2 separate regions of the Pan troglodytes genome follow, and region 2 is linked to region 1. A link is a contact called in public Hi-C data. All regions are on one chromosome and are shown on one strand. Each heading gives the region's core, a stretch centred on a gene start, on an enhancer-like site or on the middle of the called end of the contact. The rest is flanking DNA. Distances are from core to core; before and after follow the strand shown.

What was found. A called contact is a pair of places that touch in the nucleus more often than the background predicts.
Region 2: a contact with region 1 is called in a Hi-C map of stem cell-derived neural progenitor cells, with 2.4 times the contacts expected there. The contact joins the enhancer-like site here to the promoter of RHEB in region 1. A contact is called at or near these places in 1 of 7 Hi-C or Micro-C datasets (stem cell-derived neural progenitor cells) and 1 of 1 datasets of contacts at active chromatin or transcription factors (stem cell-derived excitatory neurons).

What each region holds. Positions count from the first base shown.
Region 1 is chr6:166,539,280-166,542,692 of NHGRI_mPanTro3-v2.0_pri, reverse strand. RHEB (Ras homolog, mTORC1 binding) reads left to right here and starts at 1,999. Exons shown (of 8, transcript XM_519513.6): 1 at 1,999-2,462. The coding sequence starts at 2,411.
Region 2 is chr6:166,773,377-166,776,759 of NHGRI_mPanTro3-v2.0_pri, reverse strand. All of the region lies in intron 3 of PRKAG2 (protein kinase AMP-activated non-catalytic subunit gamma 2), which reads left to right. Among named protein-coding and RNA genes, the nearest start is that of PRKAG2, 120 kb to the left of the region's middle. Within about 2 kb of position 1,504, at least 7 of the 24 cell types and tissues checked have an H3K27ac peak or open chromatin away from gene starts, as enhancers often do. A contact at or near this core is called in stem cell-derived neural progenitor cells, where this site is marked.

The DNA of each region.
Region 1 (3,413 bases), core at 750-3,249:
TGAATTTGTCCTTTACAACTGTGCTTCACATCTGGATTACCAATATTCTCAGGCTAGGGCAGTGCTTTCAAACTTTTTGAAGCAACCCACTGTAAGAAACTTTACAATGAGGCCGGGCACGGTGGCTCACGCCTGTAATCCCAGCACTTTGGGAGGCCGAGGCGGGTGGGTCATGAGGTCGAGAGGTCGAGACCATCCTGGCCAGCATGGTGAAACCCTATCTCTACTAAAAATACAAAAATTAGCCAGGCGTCGTGGCGGGCGCCTGTGGTCCCAGCTACTCGGGAGGCTGAGGCAGGAGAATGGCGCGAACCCGGAAGGCGGAGCTTGCAGTGAGCCGAGATTGCACCACTGTACTCCAGCCTGGGCGACAGAGAGAGACTCTGTCTCAAAAAAAAAAAAAAAAAAAAGAAACTACAGTAAAGCCCAACATGCAATAATACATATATAGCATATCTATAAACATATATATCTACACGTGCACTTACACAAACTTACCCTTACTCATTTTTTTAAACTCACCACTGTACTAATGAGGACACATACTTACCCTTACTATGCATAACGCAGTTTTCTATTCTGTTCTATTTTTTTTAAAAAAAGGTAAAACTAAACTGATTTTATAATGCAAGGAATTTAGTAGCATCTGTTCAAAAACACGGTGGTGAGGGTATCCGAATCCACAGGATAAAAACGACACATTTTACAGGAGAGTGCATTTTAAGACCTTTATTTTAAAATACTTAAAATAACTATAGCGTAAACCTCAACATTTCATGGAAACATAGAACTTCCAGACATTGATCACTTCTGGCTGGCTGCCTGGGGCTTCCATCTGTAGATCCCCGAGGACAAGAATGCACACCCCAGCCCCTCATCGGAGTGCTTCCGTGGGAAAGCTGGAGGGAGTCGCTCTTGGGTTGGGTGTTCCAGTTCGACTCCAGTCACCTCTAAACCTTCCTACGCTGGAATACAAGGCCTGCCACTCAGCTTCCCCTGGCTTCATTCCTCCCCACCGATCACTGGGAAAGGGCGAAGGGCCATGCCCGGCCTCTGCAGGTCCCCACTGCCAAACAGCCTGGGCAGAATAGGGGCGGGTTCCCCGGCGCGGCGGAGTCTCTGCTAACTCGGCAAGTGCCAAGCCCTCCAGCAGCCACCACGCCGGGCCTGCCTGCAGGCTGGTCCCTCAACGGCACCTGCGTTCCCGGCCGGGCTTCCCTTCCCGCGCCCCTCTGCACTGCACCCCTGGGAAGGCTGTGCCCACACCACGGTCTCCGCCCGTCCACACCGCGGCCCGAGGCGTTCCTGGCACCCGGCTCGGGCCTGCCCGCCGCACCAGCCGCCCCGGTGCTGGCGGAGAACCGGCTTCCCGCCCCGGCGCTGTTCCAGGAGGTGCGCCGAGCTCCGCGCGAAGCGAAGCGGACACCAGAACTGACGAGGCTCGCCCTGTTTTTAATGAAATTCCTAACACTTTCAATTAACGCAGACTCCATGCTTCCCACAGTCCTTCGGCCGTCGGTGACGCTTAGTCACCACTACATCCTCAAACCCAGACACGAACGCTAACGCAGCTCAAGGGGAATTTTCAAAAAAACCCCGAGGGAGGAGCCAGCCCACCCGCCACCCGCCCAGGCCACGCGCCTCGCGCCCTTCACGGGCTCAGCGGGCGCGAACCCGCCAACCGCTTAGCGTTTCGCCAATCACCGCACCTCCCACCTATTGCCCCGCCCTGCGCTCCGTTCTGGCCAATCACCAGGGAGCCACCGTTTGTCTCTCCGCCTCTCCCGCCCGCCCCTAACCGGTTGGAAGTTTGAAGCCTTCAAACCTAGCCGGCGCCCAACAGCGCGGTAGCAGCGCGGTGTATTTTTAGCTCCCGGGCGGGCAGCCCCGCCCCCCCCCCTCCCCGCCTCCTTGTTTCCCCCAATGGGAGATGGAGTTTCCGACACGTCATCGCGCGGCTGTGCAGGAGCTGTCCAATCGGCGCTCGGGGAGAATGGCGTAATTAAAAAGCGGCGGAAGAAGGTGGGAGGGTCATGACGCAGCGAGTTTCAGTCGTGACTTTTCTGGGGGCATCGCGGCGTCCCCTTTTTTTGCCTTTAAAGTAAAACGTCGCCCCGACGCACCCCCGCGTATTTCGGGGGGCGGAGGCGGCGGGCCACGGCGCGAAGAGGGGCGGTGCTGACGCCGGCCGGTCACGTGGGCGTGTTGTGGGGGGGAGGGGCGCCGCCGCGCGGTCGGTTCCGGGCGGTTGGGAGCGCGCGAGCTAGCGAGCGAGAGGCAGCCGCGCCCGCCGCCGCCCCTGCTCTGTATGCCGCTCTCTCCCGGCGCGGCCGCCGCCGATCACAGCAGCAGGAGCCGCCGCCGCCGCCGCGGTTGATGTGGTTGGGCCGGGGCTGAGGAGGCCGCCAAGATGCCGCAGTCCAAGTCCCGGAAGATCGCGATCCTGGGCTACCGGTCTGTGGGTGAGTGGCCGGTGGCCGCGCGGCCTCCTCGCGCCGCCGGGGCCTCGCCTGGGAGCCGGGTCGCGGCCGGGCCTGCGAAGTTTGGAGCCGGCGCGGCCATGTGGCGGGGCGGGCGGGGGCCGCGCGTTTCGTAACCACCATTTTGAGCGGAGGTGGTGGCGGTCGGGGCGGCGTCCGCGCCGGTGGAGGAGCTGCGGTAGCTGGGCGCCCTCCGCGGGCCGGGCGGGCAGGTGGCGGCCGGGCGGAGGGCGTGGGAGGCGCGGGGCGGGGGCCGTCGGCCGCCGAGGAGTCCGGGTCTGGTCTGGGGAAGTGAGGCGGCGCCGGGGAGCCGCGCTAGAGGCTGCCGCGAGGGAGTCACACCTGCCTCCCCGCCTTCGCCGCCGGCGCGCGTGACCGGGGCTGGCGGTCTCCCCCACCCCGCCCCCGATGTAAGGAAAAGAAAGTCCGTGGGATTTTAACAAAGGAAGCAGCACCTCAGCTTCATTGCATCTGTGGTGAAGTTTACCCTTGTAAAGAAAACTAGGGATTTAGAGGACGTTTGGGCACTGAACGCAAGTTTTCTGCATAGGAAACCTAGGCGATCCCCCAAAAGAGGCCCCTCTGGAGGCCCTCGAGATGCTGCTGGCGGCCTGGGTAGGAAGACAGAGAAAAAGGAATGTCTGATTTCTCGGTGCCCTATTTTTCTTCGGGAAGGAATAAGGTCAGGTACTTGCAACCAGGCTGTAGAAGTAATTCCAAAGTCTTTTTGTTTTCTTTTTCTTCCCCCAAAAGGTTGACATACATTTGAAACAGTTCCTAGCAGTCGCCTTATTGCTGAATAAGGTGGCTTAGGGTCGGGTTGGGGGGCGGACGGGGTGTCACAGAACGAGCGGTTTTCTGGCCTGTGTGAAACCAGAGCGATTGAACTTAGACACGCTTCAGGGTGAGGCTGTATTGTCTCCCGACATCCGG
Region 2 (3,383 bases), core at 255-2,754, 230 kb before region 1:
CAAACAGCAGTTGACAAATGTTTCCTGTAAAAAGCCAGATGGTAAATGTCTTAGACTTCGAAGGCCACGTGGTCTCTTTTGCAACTACGAAGCCATAGACAAAGTATAAACTAATGGTGCAGCTGTGTTCCAATAAGTATTTATAAAAGCAAGTGGCCAGCAGGATTGGGCCATTGGGTAGTAATTTGCCAATTCCTGTTTTTAAAACATAAATCCCATCATGTCATCCCCTGTTCAACCCCTTGACACCTCCCCAGCACATTTAAATTTAAACTCCAAGCCCCACCACACATGGCCTCTGAGGTCCTCTGAGGTCACCCTGGGCTGGCTCTGACTGTGTCTTGTGCACACCCACCCCCTGTCTTCCTCTGCTCAGGCTCATGTCCCCTAGGCCCTCTGCCTGAAACACCCTGAGATGCTGAGCATGTCCCTGGGCCCTCTGCTAGAAAACACCCTGGAGCCAGAACGCCCTTGAGGCTGTGCTGTGCCGTGCCTCCCAGATTCCCGATTCCTTCAAGAATGAGGAACTCACTCCCAGCTGTGGGTGTGACAGACAGACGGCCCTCAGCTAAGGAGCGCCACCTCGCCAGCCTTCAGCCCCTCCCAGAGCCGGCCTACGCCCAATAACCGGCCGATGTACATAAAGGACCAGCCCCCGACCCCCGCTCAGGACAGCTCTGAAGGGGCATCCGGGCTTCAGAACTCTCTGTCGGGGCTTCACGGGGTCTCCATCGCCCCTTTGTCAGGCCCAAGAGCACTCCCTGATGTACATCCAACATGCTCATTTCCATCCCAGAGCCTGCCTCTCAGAGAGCCTGCAGCGACCCTTCCTGCAGATAGACACAGGTGGGGTCCCTTCCTTCAGGTCGCTGCTCCAACTTCCCAATACCACAGTGGACTTCGGAAGGAAGGGAGGCAGGGGAACTGAGGGGACCGCGAAGGTAGGGCCTGGAGAAGTGCTGGGGAGTGAGGGGCAGCTCGAAGTGCTGGAGAGTGAGGTACTCGAAGGTAGGGCCTGGAGAGGTGGTGGGGAGTCAGGTGCGGCGGAGGGGGGTGGGTGGGCGGGAGAACAGGGACTATATGAAGCCAAAGCCCAGCCTCCCTCAGGGCTGTGCCCTGTGAGTTGTACAAAGGGCCCTGGGTCTGTCCCCAAATGTTGCCATGATCCAGAATTACTGTGAGCTTTACCCTGTACCCGACAAAAAAGATTGACTCTGGCTTGCCCAAGTCTGCCCCTAAGCCCCAGTGCTGGCCCAGCCAACGCGGGCACCCTGGGCCCCCCGCTCACTGGCCACAGCTGGAGCCTTCCGGACCAGGGCAGCTGATGAGGTCTGAATACTGGGGCTGAGCAGACTCCAGAAAAACGTGACTCATCTTGCCTGCCCACAAAGAAAGGAAAAGTATGTGCGGCATCCAAGTTTCCTGAAAAGTTCAGCCAACACATTGCAGAGTTATGTGGCCTGGCACCCCATGTGGTCCCTGGGGACAGCGCCCTCTGGCGCCAGCCTGGAAGACGTCCCCAGCCAGGGCTGGCCTGCACATCCTGTGTCCAGGCTGTTGTTATTATTTGGGAGAAGCCAACGAAAAATTCCCGGAAGAATCTCCTTGCCCTCAGCGAGTTAGAGTCCTCTAGTTCTCTCAGGGCCTGCTTCGGTGATGCTCCCACCTTGGGAGACAGTAAAAGGCAGCACTAACACATGCTCTTACTTAACACACAGGCCCATTGCAGCTCTTTTTCTTTTTTTCGAGATGCAGTCTTGCTCTGTCTCTCAGGCTGGAGTGCAGTGGTGCGATCACAGTTCACTGCAACTCAAGCGATTCTCCCACCCCAACCTCCTGAGTAGCTGCGACTACAGGTGTGCACCATCATGCCCGGCTAATTTTTAAATATTTTGTAGAGATGGGGTTTTGCCATGTTGCCCAGGCTGGTCTCAAACACCTGGGCTTAAGCGATCCTCCTGCCTTGGCCTCCCAAAGTGCTGGGATCATAGGCACAAGCCACTGCTCAGCCTGTATTTCTTAATTCCTTTTTTAAAATAACACTTTAGGGCTGGGCGAGGTGGCTCACGCTTGTAATTCCAGTACTTTGGGAGGCCAAGGTAATGGGTCACTTGAGCCCAGGAGTTCGAGACCAGCCTGAGCAACATGGTGAGACTCTGTCTCTAAAAAAACAATTATTAAATAATAAATAACATTTTATTTTGACAATTTCAAACATAAAGTCACAAAAATAATACAAAGAGTTCTCATATCCTTTTCACCCAGATTGCCCGATGTTAGCATTTCACCAGATCTGCCCATATCTCATTTCTCACGATCTCTCACTGTGTGTTTATATGAACTCTGAACCCCTGAGAGGAATTTGCAGACATCATATCCCTTTACCCCTAAATATTTCAGTGGATGTTTCATAAAAACAGGGTCATTCTCCTAACCACAGTATAATTGTCAAAATCAGGAAATCAGCACTAATATCATGCTATCAGCTAAGCTGCAGGCTTCATTCACATTTTGTGCCTTGTCTCAGGGGCGTCATTTCTTGGAAGAGGAGACCCCCAGCCACGCGTTTTGTTTCGTTGTCCTTTCTCTTCAGTCTCTTCATCTGGAACAGCTCCTCAGTCCTGTCTCATCTGTCACGACCTGAGCACTTTTCAGGAGGACAATGGCCAGTTCTTGTGTCACCTGCCCTTCGACATTTCCTCACCATCAGAGCCAGCCTCCGCCCTCAGGTGGGCACCCACCCATCCGTGGGCTGCCCTGGGCTTCTGCATCCCAGCAGGGGCACCCGATGCGGCCGCGACACCTTTCCGGTGAAGTGGATGCCGGTCACTTGGTGAAGGGGGCGTCTGCCACCATAAAGTTCTCTACTTTAATAAAGGGCTTACTTTCCCCCTTGTCACCAGTCAGGGCTTCAGGGAGACCTACTTTGGGATTGTGTAAATGTCTTCTTTCTCATCAAACTTTCACTTGCTAGTTTTAGGATTGATACGTATTTCTTGCCTGAATTGTTACTATAGTAATTACCAAAAGGTGATTTTCTAAATTTATCATGAATTCTACATTGACTGGTTGGAATGCTACTTTAAAGAACAGGTTTTTCTTCTCTCCCTGTGTGTGTATCTATGGACTCATGGATTTGTATCCTATTCAGTGTCATGTTATTTCTCATTATCAAATATTTTAAAATTTTTTTATTTTAGGTTTGGGGGTCCAAGTGAATGTTTGTTACATAGATAAAGATGTGTCATGGGGGTCTGTTGTACATATTATTTCATCACCCACGTATTTCATCATGTATTAGGCTCAGTACCCGATAGTTATCTTTTCCGTTCCTCTCCCTCCTCCCACCCTCTGCCTCTTAAATAGCCCCCAGTGTTTGTCGT